2 separate regions of the Gossypium hirsutum genome follow, and region 2 is linked to region 1. Evidence: chromatin contacts called from public Hi-C data. All regions are on one chromosome and are shown on one strand. The core of a region is the stretch at or near the end of the contact, and the rest is flanking DNA. Distances in the headings are between cores, read along the strand shown. Region 1 holds the start of LOC107897245 (trihelix transcription factor ASIL1). Region 2 holds the start of LOC107897201 (mitochondrial arginine transporter BAC2).

Evidence for each region. Hi-C and Micro-C count contacts between places; a contact is called where the count stands out from the background.
Region 2: a contact with region 1 is called in a Hi-C map of leaf, with 1.8 times the contacts expected there. The contact joins the promoter of LOC107897201 here to the promoter of LOC107897245 in region 1. A contact is called at or near these places in 2 of 34 Hi-C or Micro-C datasets (both in leaf).

What each region holds. Positions count from the first base shown.
Region 1 is chrA10:12,882,720-12,890,058 of Gossypium_hirsutum_v2.1, forward strand. It overlaps LOC107897245 (trihelix transcription factor ASIL1), which reads left to right and starts at 3,203. Exons shown (of 2, transcript XM_016822626.2): 1 at 3,203-3,450; 2 at 3,553-5,527. The coding sequence starts at 4,019. The coding sequence ends at 5,278. LOC107897247 (protein SYS1 homolog) reads right to left here and starts at 3,128. Exons shown (of 5, transcript XM_041078752.1): 1 at 2,743-3,128; 2 at 2,057-2,653; 3 at 1,162-1,388; 4 at 783-805; 5 at 1-200. The coding sequence starts at 2,280. The coding sequence ends at 1,166.
Region 2 is chrA10:13,169,853-13,177,191 of Gossypium_hirsutum_v2.1, forward strand. LOC107897201 (mitochondrial arginine transporter BAC2) reads left to right here and starts at 2,667. Exons shown (of 3, transcript XM_016822561.2): 1 at 2,667-3,202; 2 at 3,295-3,512; 3 at 4,473-5,357. The coding sequence starts at 3,348. The coding sequence ends at 5,168. LOC107897202 (pyridoxal 5'-phosphate synthase-like subunit PDX1.2) reads right to left here. Exons shown (of 1, transcript XM_016822562.2): 1 at 7,210-7,339.

The DNA.
Region 1 (7,339 bases), core at 1,953-4,452:
CAGTTGGAATGATACAAATTATCCCAAGGCATATTAAGAACTTTGACCCCCTAACCAGAATTGCTCTTGCAGACCGCACAACACGGGTTGTTATTGATATGGATTTTGCTTATTTCCATCATCGACATTGCTTTCATAGCCACTTCAAACACCAACGGTTGCTCATTCCGCTCAGCATTCTGGATTTTCATTTGGAATAACTGTCATTGCATTTGTGTGTTGGATTTAAGGAAAAATATGGGGGAAAAGGAGAGGAGAGAGAAAGGTAAGAAAAAAAAAGGAACGAAAGAAATAAGGAAAAAATAAAAAAATAATTAAATTGATCAATTTAATTAATAGCGGTCACCAAATTAACAAAAATAAAAATATCTAATTTTAGAAGTTTACCCTAAAATCAAAGATATTATCCACAAGCAAATCACATCATTTATACTTAACATGTGTGGCAAATGCTTGAAAGCAGAAAAGGAAAAAAATAAATAAATAAACTGTAGATCAAGAAAATACTTAGGTCAGATAACCCCAAATTTATCTAATCATATGCAGACTTAAAAAACTAAAAAACTAATCAGCTATGCAGCTAAAATATGAAAACAGTTCTCAAAGATCAAACCCAAATGAATGCCTTCAGCTTCATATCACCTCAGCATCACTATCCCAAACTTTCATGGTTGCTCTCTTTCATCTTTCTCATTGCGGATTATATTTGGTTTTTAAATAATTATATCCTTCAAAGCATTGGGAAACAATGTATTTTAATGCCACAAGGAATTTCTTCATACCTGATTCTTTATCAGTCAAACATCTGCATCAGATAAAAGTCAGCCAATATATTACAATTGAGGAACCAAAGAAAGAATTGTTAACTGAAGAGAGCAAATGTAAATACTAAGTTCAACCATAAACTAGCAAGGTCTCAGGTAAGTCTTTCAATCATTTATGTTTTAACTTGACATAGTTCAACAACTTCTATTCTTTTGCTTATTTACCAGATACAGAATTAATGTGGCAGAAAAGCATTGAACAGAATATATTAAGTAGAGCAGGAAGATGAATAGCAATCTTACAAATGCAAGAAAGAATGACTTGAATATATATATATATTCTACATTACACTTATCTTAAGAAATCAATTTAACATATTTAGGAATTATTTCTTACTTGATCAATATCGTGTTATGGGAATCTCTCTGAGTTCCCGTCTAATGCATAAATATTCACCTAGCAAAGCCATCACTGCAACTCCAGTACCATTCACAACCCACCATGTTATTGAGGAAGGCCAACCTCCATACATGATGCATATAAAAAGATGTATAATATAGAGTGTGGCTGAAAAATCTAAGCATTTCTTTGCCCTTTCAATCAAATAAAGCATATACCCAGCGCTGCATAGATCCAAATAAAGCAAAATTGAAGTTAAAATGAGCTCAGTTTAGAAAACGCCAAATATTATTATCATCTCAGAACTTCTTATATAATTTACTTCAAGTGACATGTATCTGAACATATAAAATATAACTTAGGTTAAAATTAGATCTTCACAGAAGCAATATCTAATTCAGAACTAAAAACACCTCCCTCATACAGGACACAAACCGTATAAGCAAAAATAACCATAATTAATAACTTTTCAAGCTTAGATATTCTTATGTTAACCTTTATAGATATCATAGAACAAATGACACAGACAAATATCACAACCATACAATGTAATCTGTACATTGATCCAAGCCAGTCCTAAAATCTATAATCAAGGGAAAAAACAAGAGAAATGGAGATTTTTTAGTTAAATCATAACCCAAAGGTGCTATAAAGCACACAAACTAGTTTTTAAATAAGTTAGGCCTAGTTCTGCAGAACTTTTAAATATCATTCATCTTGAAATCAAGTATTCATGTTCAAGCAAATTTAATAAGTAATAAATCTGAAATGCAGCAAATTAAAACCCTAGCATTTGTTCTATAAATACAATCAAAATTTCAAGATAGCAGACCTGAAGAAGCATACAAATGAATCATAGTTATAAAAGACAAGATTGAAATTGTATTCTCACCCCGCAATTGAGCTGAGCAGAAAGGAAGCAATGACACACCAGCCTGTAACGGTAGAGGTAGTAACCGATGCAAAGTCAAAGAAATAGACCAAACTCATACGAGAAACGCGAATGCCAACAAGAAACGATAAGAAAACTCCAAGAGTAAGGTAGTATAAACATTGAAGGCAAACAATTTGGGCTACAATAAGCCAAGGATCCCATACCACCGCACCATAGAACATGTCTACAATTCAATACCCCTTCAAATTCCGGATTCTCCCAGATCAGCACAAAACCGAAACAATTTCAAACCAATTCCTCAATGTACACTAAAACTTTCCTTATACCCAAGTGGCAAACCCTAAAAAGGAACTAGTTCCTCCAATGCTTTTTTTTCTTGGAAACCCTAATTCTCAGAAAAAAAAAGGGATTAGTAGAACCACTGGTTGCCCAGCTGGAATTTTTCGAAGTTACAAGAAAAAACCCAGTTTTTTTGGAGAATGAAAATTCAACGCCAGTGTGCCCAAAATTGAGACTTGGTGAACTCGGATCTGGTAAATCAGTGAGTCCTGAGAGAAACAAACCCGAACCTAAATGCCTTTTATTGGAAGGAAGCTGAGAATAAAAAAGCGCCTGTTATTTGAGGAAAACTAATACAGGTTTTGATTCAAAAGAAAAAAAAAGTTGAAAGATTGAAAACTGACCGTGGAGGCTGATAGAGGAGAGAGGCGTATCCATTAACAAATTCTACAATTTTCGCTTCTAAGAACCTTCTTTTTCATATTAGTAAAATATTATAAAGCTTCAGCTCAGCTGGACTCCACCCTCCGTGGAACCTTCTTTTGAGGGGGATTGAAGCTTAAGTTTTTTTTGTAGTAATTCTCTTACCTGTATATAAAAGTCAGCTACATTTCAACGGAGGGAAAGTTAATCTCTCTTTTTTTCTTTAAGCCGAGTTAATTTCTTCTTGTAGAAAGAATCAAGCTTTTCCTGTCACCCAATGGGCTGAAAACTTTTGATTTCACTTGGAAAACCAAGAACCTTAAATGAAAAGACAAAACAACCCAGTGCCTACGTTATCATGAAAACCCATTTAACAATCTACCTACCCAAATGGGCTCCTAAATATCAAGGCCTGTTATCCAATCATATTAAGAACAAGGCGTGCAATTGCAGCAATCCTCGTTTTACACTCTCAATTACCCCTTTTCTTTTTTTCTTCCAAGATTTTACACTCGCCTGTATCAGTGTCTGTTTTTTTCTTCTCTTTTCGTGTTAAATCTTCTTCCTGAGAGAAATAGAAATGAAGCGTTTTCAATTTGCCTTAATTTTGTGAGTTAGGGGTTTCTTGGAGCTTCAATTAAAAGTTTGATGATTAAGAGAAGTTATAAGCATTTTTGAGAACTTTCCAGGTAAGTTATGAATGGTCTGATTTGACATTAGGGTTATTTTATTGATTTTGAGATGATGGGTTTAATTGGAATTTGAAATTTTTTTTCTGTTGGTTGGTGAAGGATGAATCAGTGATCAACAGCTGGAAAGTAACAAGATAGAAAGGAAATTGAATTTTAATTGGCTTTTCCCTTTTTGCTTTTGGTAAACAAACATGGTGGGGGTTGAATTTTGCGAACTTGTGTGTTGAAAGTTTGAGAATTCCGTGATTTTGAGTTGAAAAACTTTTTTTTTGTCCTTTTTTATATCAATCTGTTATGGGTTTTTGTTATTTGATTCGATAATGACTTCTTTCCTTTTTATCAAGAAAAATAATCGAGGGTTTTAGGAATGTTAATGAGTGCTAGTGGGGATCGTAATTGGCAAAACAATAATGATTGTTGTAATGTTGTCAAAGATTGATTGGATGGGGAAGAGCAAATTGGGGATTGGAAGTACCTCCAATTAGAAATTTTGTTTTTGAGATTGGCTTAGATTGTTAAGGATACTTTAGGGTTGTCTCATTGTTGAGGTCAGTTTTTGGTTTTAATGGATGACATTGAGGATGATGCTAGATATCCTCCAAATCCTTATGGTGTTAGCCACCAGCAGGGGTATGGTTCTTCAAATCCCCAAAAGCTTCCTCTAAGAAATATTCCGAGTTCTAGACCAATTAGGAATCAATATGTTGACGATGATGAAGATGGGGAGGACGAAGTGGAGGATTTGGGAGAAGAAGAGGAAACTCTTAACCGAAGTAATGGTGTCCGGTATGTAGGAGAAGGCATGGACGATGAAGATGAAGATGAAGATGAAGATGAAGATGAAGATGAAGATGAAGATGAAGATGAAGATGATGATGATGAGGAGGAGGAGGAGGAGGAGGATGACTTGCTTGATGATGATGAGGAGGAGGATGATTATAATGAAGGTGGTGATGATCGAAAGAATGTTGTTGCCAACTTGGGGAGGCACCCAAAAAAGAGGAAATTGAAGAGTTTAGTGTCAAGTTATGAATTTGCTCCTCGAGTACCAACACCAGCAGTTGCAGCTCCATCTGTGCTAAAGTCCTCATACGGTGGGAGGAATTCTCTTACGGATTGGACTGAGCATGAGACATTGGTTTTGCTAGATGCCTGGGGTGACTGCTTTTTGCAATGTGGGAGGAAGAGTCTCCGAACCGAGGAATGGCAAGAAGTTGCAGAGAAGGTTTCAGAGATTTCAAAGATTGAAAGGACTGAGACACAATGTCGGAATCGGTTGGATACATTGAAGAAGAAATATAAAAAGGAAAAGGCTATGCTGACAGAGACTGGTGGTACCACTAGCAAATGGGTTTATTTCAAGAAGGTGGATATGTTGATGTCAACTCCTCCACAGCAGGGTCGTCTCTCTTGCGGATTTGACTCGGGTGAATACGTATTCATGAACCCTCGAGTTTATTTGAACCGAGCAAATGGTTTGGATGAAATGAGGGATAGTCCAGCCAATTCTGAATTCGCTGACAGTGAGGAGGATGTCTCAGATGGACTGCCACCTAAAAAGAGAAGATTTGGGAGGCAATCTGGCGAGGATTCTTCAGTCAAATTGCTTGCAGATTCTATCCAGAAATTCAGCGACATATATGAAAAAATCGAGAATAGTAAAAGGCAGCAGATGTTGGAATTGGAGAAGATGAGAATGGATTTTCACAGGGAGTTGGAAATGCAGAAGAGGCAGATCATGGAAAGAGCGCAGGCTGAAATTGCGGAACTACAGCATGGTGAGAATGAGGCAAATGATGCCTCCGGTGAGAATGCTAGTGGGTAACATATGCAAAACCCTGTTATCTTCTTTATAACATTCATCAGATTTTGGCTGTTAAATGTTGTTGTATGGTATATGGGAGACTGTTGCCAGATGCCGTTGTGATAGACAATAATAACACGGTATACATGCTGTTATCATTCAAAATCAAGTAGAAACTTGTACTGAATTTAGAGATTCCATGCTATAGTTTAACTGATGTGTCATTTTTTCAAGGTGAATGAATGGCCAAGTGCCTAGATGTTTTGGTCTTGTCTAGTTGAGTTTCTTTTTCTGCATAAGTTGTCCTCAAAATTGATAGACATTTCAAATATACATAACAGGTTATAGGAGTTTTGAATCCTCAATTTTCTCCAACTTGATTAATGTAATCATTTCTAAGAATCGGAGCATCCTTCAAGAGCTGATTAATGGCACCTATAATGTTGTTTGACAATAAAAGAACACCTTCCTAGAAACTCCTCTAATCATTACTTCAATAGTACGCTCACACTTTACAAAGTGTTTTCGACATATAACCCTAGCACTGGTTGTCCTAAAAAGGATACCCAATTGTCTCTCGCTTGAGAGCTTCTTCCTCGCCATTTGCGTGGGCAATCACTTTCAATCTTTCACCCTTGTCTTAATCTCATTCTTCGGCCGTAACCTGGCTTTTTGCAGCCATTTTCTTCCTTTTCCTTTATTTTGCTTGCTTGTTTCTCATCTTCTTCGACTTCTTCTCCCCCCACCCCCACTTCCTTGCTCTTTTTTTGTCCCATTGCTTCGTTGTCCTTTATTTCGGCCTATCATCATCTTTTTTTTTTTCCTTTTCATCCCTTGCCTCTGTTTTAACTTCTGATCTAAACAATTGAATCATCTTTTTTTCCTCATCCTTTTCTTCTCTTATATCATTTATGATGGTCATCGTAGACCACAAGCCACAGCATTAATGTGTGGCTAATTCACTTGCCTTCAGAACCTCATCCAACCCTTCAATTCTTCTTATGTAAGATAAATGGAGAGGTACTGAGCAGTACCTTCTATTTGTTGTTTTGTTTCTTTCCAATATGTTATTGTCCATCTCATCATTTAATTCTGCCTGTCATCCAGGTAAAAAGCGCAACATATCCATAAAGCCTAGTCCCTTCATCTCCTGGACTTGTGCTCAAATCTTATCTAGCTTAAAACAGATATCTATTAAGGTTGTATCATATTTGATGTAGGCTGCAATCCATTCTCCTTCCATGCGAATGACAAAATCAAATATACAGAGTACTTGCTTGCTGTTGGATGTCAGCCCCTAGCTACCAAAGTAACGGGTAAAAACCAATTTGACACAAATTCTATTAAGAAACACAAACACGCACATACAAAAGCTGGAAAGGCTCTTTGGGAAGCTCACTCACCTCTTAGCTTGACTGATCCTCTCACAGAGGTGAGTCAGAGTCAAAATGAATCGACTCAGAAAATGAAGGCCTCATCATTTTCATTGACAGCACCCAACTTTGCACATCAGATCGCAGCTGGTGGCTTTAAAGCTATAAACATCCAAGCAACATAATCAAACGAGCAACCAGAACAAATTGAATTAATACTTCCTTCTCATATATCATTTTCTCCGCAATTCGGGAAAATATGGGGTAAATAAACAGATTACGGCTACTGTCAATGGTAAAACGAGAGTTTTTTAAGGACAAAAAAAATCATAATTGCAACCTTTTAAGTGGACTTCAGTGACATACTGAAACACAAAAGCAATTTTAGAACCAAAAAAAAAAAAAAAGAAACATCAAAATCTGATCCCAGCAAACTTGTTGCAGTTATTAGTTGGTTTTTGTTTACATAGAGAGAGCTTGAACGGATAAAGGCAATCAAGAAACCACAAAGCAAGAACAAGATTTTTCTAAAAAATTGCCGCCGAAATTGAAGAGATAAAATTGAGGGAAATCCAAAAATTTGTAGAATCTGGATATGGCTTGAGGCTAGGGCTATTAGTTTCAGCTGTGGGAACTCCAATCATCGGCCAACTCAACTTAGAAAAAATGTTGAGACCAAAGGGAACACCAAGACTGGACGGCATCCATA
Region 2 (7,339 bases), core at 1,417-3,916, 290 kb after region 1:
ACCAAAAGTAAGCGGCTGAGCTTAAGTTAGAATGTTGTAGAAAATGTAAAAGTTCCAAAAACGCGTGACTGAGCATGGCCAGGATGAACACAAAATTCAACATGGATGTTTAGATGGAACTTGTTAGGGGTAGGATTTCCAACCCCGATGGAGGATTTTGTCTTTCAGTTTTCAGTTTTGTTGAGAATTCAAGTGGATTTATAAAGTTTATTCAGAACTTTTGAGTGTATGAAAAGATAATTTGAAGAGGAGTGACTCATACCTAGAGGTGTGCATGGGCTGGGCCACCCGGTCCGGCTCGAATGTCCGCCTGAAATGTGAGAAGATTTGGGTAAAAATATAGGCCCGAAAAATAGACTTGGGAAAAAAATAAGGCCCGTTTAAAAAACGAGCCGGACCCGAATTCACTACATGACAAAAAATCTTTTTTTAATATTATTTTCTTATTATTTTCTCCCTATTTTACTGCTATTTTACTATTATGTTGCTACTATTTTGTTGTTATTGTTTGGATATTGTATAAAACTTATTTTATTGTTAATTTTTATTATTATTTTAAAGACATTTGTTAATTTTGTTATTATTTTAGAAACATTTGCTTGTTAAGTTGCATCTATTTTAGTGTTATTTAAGTATACATTTTTTTAAAATTTATTTTCAATTTGTTGAGAAATATTAATTTGATGTTCTTAGTATTTTTGGTGGTTTATATATATTTTAAAATTATATAAAAATAATATAAAAATTAATATAGGTGGGCCAGGCCGGCCCGGGCTTTAACATTTTTATTCGGGTCGGGTTTGGGCAAAATTTTAGGCCCATTTTTCGGCATGCACACCTCTACTAGTCATACCCTATAACAGGGGTGGAGTCAAAAATTTTTTTGAGGGACGGATAAAGTTATATATTTTTATTATAGCAAAAGTGAAATCTCATTATTTTAATAACTTATATCTTTATAAGTTTTAAATGATTAAATCAATTTTTCTTATTTTTAGGCGGTAAAGTGTAATTTTAAAATTATAAAAAGATTAAAAGCGAAATTTTCTGTTTTAAAAGGGGCCAGGGCCCTGCTAGCCCCCTTGGCTCCCCCCTACCCTACAACTTATGGAGAATTAATAAGCGACAATGCAACTACTTGTGCTAGCTTTCAGTACAGCCACTTTGTGAACCCACCTTAACAAATCGAGAGATAAAACTTCCATTAAGAACAATACTTGAGGTGTTGGGGTTCAACTCTTAATTGAAGGTTTTTTTTATACGTTTATAAAATCATAAGTAAATAACGGCTTTGAGTTTGAACTTTCATGGCAAAGAGAAGCTAATATCGGCTTCGAATGCACAAGTAATAACTTAATGGTAAGTTGTCGATGGGTTCAAGTTCATGAAGAATAGATTGTGTTTAGGAGCACCCAAAAATAAATACGAAAATGATTAGAAATATATAGTAAGTGTGAAAATGGATGATAAAGATTATGTGTTTTCATAGCCTAAATGTGTTAGTGAATTGCTATGGGATGAAAAATGAAAATGATTTGGTTTGTATGATTTTATATATATATATATTTATGAATGTGTTAATTAATGAGTGAAAAGTGTTAATATGATGCCATAGCTAAATATATAACAATATTGTTAAGTGGTGGATAAAATCAACATATAACTAAAAACTATACTAAAAGTGTGGAAATATGTGTAGTGATGAAGTTTAGAAGTCTGGCTAAATTTGAGGTCATTACTACCTTTCTCAAATATTGTTTGGAAAATATTATTAGTAATTGAACTTATTGCTCTCTATGTGAACCATATTATAAAAAATGAACATATTCATAAAGCTTTTTATTGATATGAATTTAAACAAAAGTATCTGCTCTTATATGACATGTGTGTATATATACATATGTGTGTTAATGGGCTTCTTAGATATATATTAATTGTAACTATAATGTTTCCTGATAGACTTAGTGAAACATTAAGATAGATTAGCATGTCAACTAGGGTTTATAGCGTATTTGGAGTATGTCGCCTTGCCCTTTTGTGTGGTGGATAAAAGAAGTTTAAATCATAATTAAGTAAAGGTACAATATTGTATTTTAACTTCAATATGAGTAATAAAGATGTCTAAAAGAATTAAAGTTAACAATAAAAAAAACAATTAAATTAAAATTTGTTTAAGGGGGCAGAAACTTTGTTTGAGGGGGTTAAAATTAAATTGTAATTTTTATGATAATAAAAATGTAAATTTTAAATGATTAAATTAAAATTTTATTATTTTTAAAGAACTAAAATATAATTTTACCTTTATTAATTTAAAATTTTAAAAACTTAAACATCTAAAATGAAAAATTTTCTATGACCTGCCAGCCTCCAATTGACCTCGACCATTAATATATAGTATTAACCTAAAATTTAAATCTAAAAAAACTATTTTCTGCTGGTGCTTATGTACGTAGTAGTGCATAATCACTATATTATCAAATCAAAATCAAACAAATATATGGGCAAGAATTGGGTTGCGTCACTCCACCACTGAGACCAATTTTCATTGGTATTTGGGACAAATAATAAGTAACGAAGGATTCATGGAATACTGATCCAACAGCACCGAAGAAGGGCCAAGGCAAGTTGACGTGTAGATATATGGTTGGGCCACTGGAGGAGCCGCTAATGCGGACCCGAAAAGAAGAGCTTGGCTGTTTCCCCCTACTGGACACACTCGACGCTCCCAACAAAATTGCCACCGGTGCCATTTGTTTCCATCATCATAACCAAAACCTGCTTTCTCAACATTTGCCTTCTTTTCTCTCTTTTATTTTCCTTTTACTTTCTTTCTCTCCTAGTGTTGCTCTTTCTGGGATACACCAAGAAAATTTTCTATTTCTTTTTTTTTTTTTTTACTTTTGGTTGGTAGGACTTAAGAGAGCAGCTAAATAAGTTGAAGGGACAGATAAGTAACAGAATCGGATTTTTAAGGAATCTTAGGTATATTGCCTTTTTTTATGCCTAGGAAGTGCCTCTTTTTTTCTTTTTCTTTTTTTGTAATCTTAGAGACTAGAGTTAGAGAAGCTTGAGGATGATTTAAATTTCCGACCTTTTAAAGCTTTTTCCTGACCAAAAAAAGGTGAAAATCTGTTTCCAAGCTGGAGCAGAGACAGAAGATTCAAAGTCAGTTGTCTTGTTCAAGTGGCTTTGTTTATAAAAAGTAGGGAACTGAATAGGTTCAAAAACTTGATATTCTCAATTGTTTTGTTTTGGATAATTGAAATTTAGAGCGTATAATGGATTTTTGGCCAGAGTTTCTTGCAAGTAGCTGGGGAAAAGAATTTGTGGCTGGAGGTTTCGGTGGAATGGCTGGTATCATCTCCGGTTATCCACTTGACACCCTTAGAATCCGGCAACAAAGCACCGATTCAGGTTCTGCCCTTAGGATCTTACGCCGGGTTGTCGCCACGGAAGGACCTGGTGCTCTCTATAGAGGCATGGCTGCGCCATTGGCATCAGTCACCTTTCAGGTTCTTTTTCTCATTTCTCCATTTTTACTGTGTTGGTGATTCAATAAATTGTTTCAATCTAAAGGTTTCTATTTGTGGTTCATGATTTAGGTGCGGTTGTTTTATGCTTTAAGATTTCTTCTTCTGTGGAAAAAAGTGCATTAAAATGAATCGCATGGAGGGTTCTTTGAACCTTATCACTTATCAGGATGTAGCGTATGAAATATTTGTTAACCAAGTGAACTCATCATCAATCTTATGCTCTCCCCCAAAATTCCTTTTTTATGTTTATTCAAGTTTTGTGGTGCTTTGCTGATTAGACATTTGTTGCTTTTTGGTGCAAGTCATTTTCCATGAATTTGGCCTGATACGATGCCCAACTCCCTATAGCTTATCGTTTAATATCTTTATATATATTAGTGTTTAGGTGTAACACGCTTTTGAACTGTCTATTTTTTTCATAAAATATGATATCATATTTTTAATAATCTCTTTAATTTTTTCCCCCTTAATAGCCTAGAAATTATGAAAGGAGTTTGGCCGTATTATTATTTTCGTTAAGGATTTTGATCTTTATGAGACACTGACTTTACTTTATTTTCCTCTGTGGTCCGCGCATGCATTGCTTGTGACCCGATGTTTTAATTAAAATAAGGTCGATATCATTAAAAAAAGAGTTACCTGCCTACAAGAATTAATCTCTCTGCAAGTTTTTTTCATTAAGGAACAGTCTAATATATAAACCAGAAGAGAAGGGAAAGGAACTTCCAAATCATAGTCTATGTAAAAAATTTGCATGACAACATCGAAAACATCAATTATTTGTGAAGTAATTCGAAATCGGGGCTTTAACTGTATGTTAGAATTTGACTGCTCAAACGCACCATTAAAGCTCAAGTTGATGTTTCCCATCTTTTTTCTTTTCCTATTGTTCCTGAGCTGGATAAGGGTACAGCTGACAGAGTGATTTGTGCATTGCAGAATGCTATGGTTTTCCAGATATACGCCATTCTTTCACGAGCATTTGACTCGTCTGTATCTGCCACCGATCCACCATCCTACAAAGGTGTTGCTCTAGGAGGAGTTGGAACTGGTGCCTTACAGAGCTTGGTGCTCACTCCGGTAGAACTAATAAAAATCCGCCTGCAATTGCAGAACACAACTTTCCCAGGTTCTCAATCAGTCGGTGCTCATACAGGACCAATTAGTGTAGCTAAAAGCATACTGAAAACAGAAGGCTTAAGGGGGATATACAGGGGTTTTACCATCACCGCCCTTCGAGATGCGCCTTCTCACGGCTTCTACTTTTGGACATATGAGTACATGCGAGAACAGCTTCATCCAGGGTGCAGAAAGAGTGGCCAAGAAACCCTCAGAACAATGCTAATAGCAGGAGGTTTAGCAGGGGTTGCTAGCTGGGTTTGCTGTTATCCCTTGGATGTTGTAAAGACTAGACTGCAGGCTCAGTCACCAGCCTCCCCACAAAAGTACAATGGCATCATTGATTGCCTCCACAAAAGTGTAAAACAGGAAGGATATAGCATCCTATGGCGAGGGCTAGCAACTGCTGTTGCTCGAGCTTTTGTAGTCAATGGGGCAATATTTTCTGCCTATGAGATTGCATTGAGGTGTTTATTCAACAGTGGAAACATTCAGACAGAACACAATCTAGAATAAACTGGAGTTTACAAAAGTGTCAAGATGGTCAAAAACACACCATGTGACGATAATTCAATAACCACCTATTTATAGCTGATAAGCGCAGGTCAAGGATTATGTATGATATGCCAAGATGTTGAAAGTCTAATATATTCTTTACCCAAATGTTTCCAGAAATGAGAAACAATTGAAGAGAACTTATGGTAACCTGTCTTATCCGTTAGCTACTGAGAAGACTTAATTGTGGCTTCAAAGTATAGACAAGCATAGATCTGATGAAGCTTAAGACATTTTGTCACCAGAAAAAATATCCATATGCAGCAAGTCATGAGGTTACTTGACCAATTTATTCTACATAATTAGGACCCCCACAGAAACTGCTAGCATTTCAGTTCCTTTGCCTTGGCAGCATCTAGCCCTAACGTGGCCAAACTCACTTAAAGACAAGCCTGAACAGTTAAAATATTCTGAACCCACATGCATCCATCACGCCCTTTCAAATAATGACAGCCACATCAACATGAGCCTGGGTTTCTCTTGCCAAAGACTGTCGATCAGGATCACCGGGACCCACCTACTATACTTTTGATTTTCTGCTACTAGCTCAGGAAGCAGACAACATCCCATCCTCATTCTTGTTGTTCAATAATATAAATCAACCAGCACATGCTCATCTCATCAATTTATCATATCTTCTTATATCCATACATCAATGTTATAACCATCAAATTTGAGTTCACTCTCTTCAACATCAACTACCCAAAATTTCTAGTATTTCTAATATTAGTTGCACTTCCAAACCTGTCCAGCACATGCCGTCATTACAGCTCATTTGATTTCGTTCAGATAAGGATGCTTCTGCAATGGTTGCATCCCCGAGCAAACAAGCATGGGGCTTGTTTGGCCTCTTCAGCAGTTTGCTTACCCTGGTCGCCATTACTTAATGCTACAACTCCATGATGCTGCGATCTTTATCCACAAGTGAATCAGAATAAACAAGAGGGAAAAGAGCGTGAAGATGAGTTTAAGTTTGCTTGGCTGATTACCCTTGTGCTTTGGCCTTCCACGTAAACACGGGTTAGAATATCTAAGCCAGAATCACAGGAACAAGGATTTTTTTTATTTTTTATTTTTTTGGGGGGGAGGGGGTGTTAGGGGCGCAGAGGTGGAAGTGAATTCTACGAGTTCCAGTCATGGTCAAAACAGGGTAACCAACAGGTACAGCTAAAGCATAAGTATCAACAGGAAGGGGTTAAATAACACTTGGTAAATTCAGAAGCTTTTAAATAAGCCAGAAGATGGTGTTCTCTTGGATCTAATTTTCATTGGTACAAACTGAAATACGAAAGGCCATCTACATGAGCTTATTGGTAAATCAAAATCATCAACAACTAACACCAAACAAGATGTTCACAGGGTGCCAGTAAAATCTTCATGCCTATTATTTAAATGGTATGAGATTCAAACATCATTTTACAAATGCTGATAATATGATGTATTAATGGGTTACACGTACAATTAAAAACCTAATATAGAACGACTTTCAAAATCATATTCCAAATTGCGGCAAAACTACAGGATGCATCTCTTCGAAGACATCAGTGTGCATCATTTGCATTTAAGGGGGAAAAAGTTGACCAGGTGACGGCAACTAATTAACAATGGCTAGTTGTATCAATACGGGTCAAATAATAAGCCACTCAGTGCCCTGATAAGCAACAGCTGTGTGGCTTTCATTCACAACCACACGGTCCTACTCTGTATGGAACAGTACTAGTAAACACACTGAGCCAATATTATAGGTCCTATTCTCCTCTATATAGCTCAGAAATTTTTAATTTGCAAGAACTAAAGAAAGAGATGATAAACAAAAATACGACACTCAGAACATACATTCTATCCTGTTAACCTTGGGGAAAAAGGAACAAACGTTTAATCACACAGATCAGTTCAGTTCTCTATGGACCTGTAATTAGTAGCAACTAACCACTGAACCAATCTCATAGAAAATTTAAGTAGTGAGAAAATAAAATAAAGGTAATTTAAACACTTGGCAAACTGATCAATCAACTTATTCTAGTTCATTCCTGCATTATATATAGCCTCAAAGAGTTCAACATACAAAATTATGGTAACAGAATGATCGACCAACTTATTCTAGTTCATATTCGTATTAATTTGGCATACAA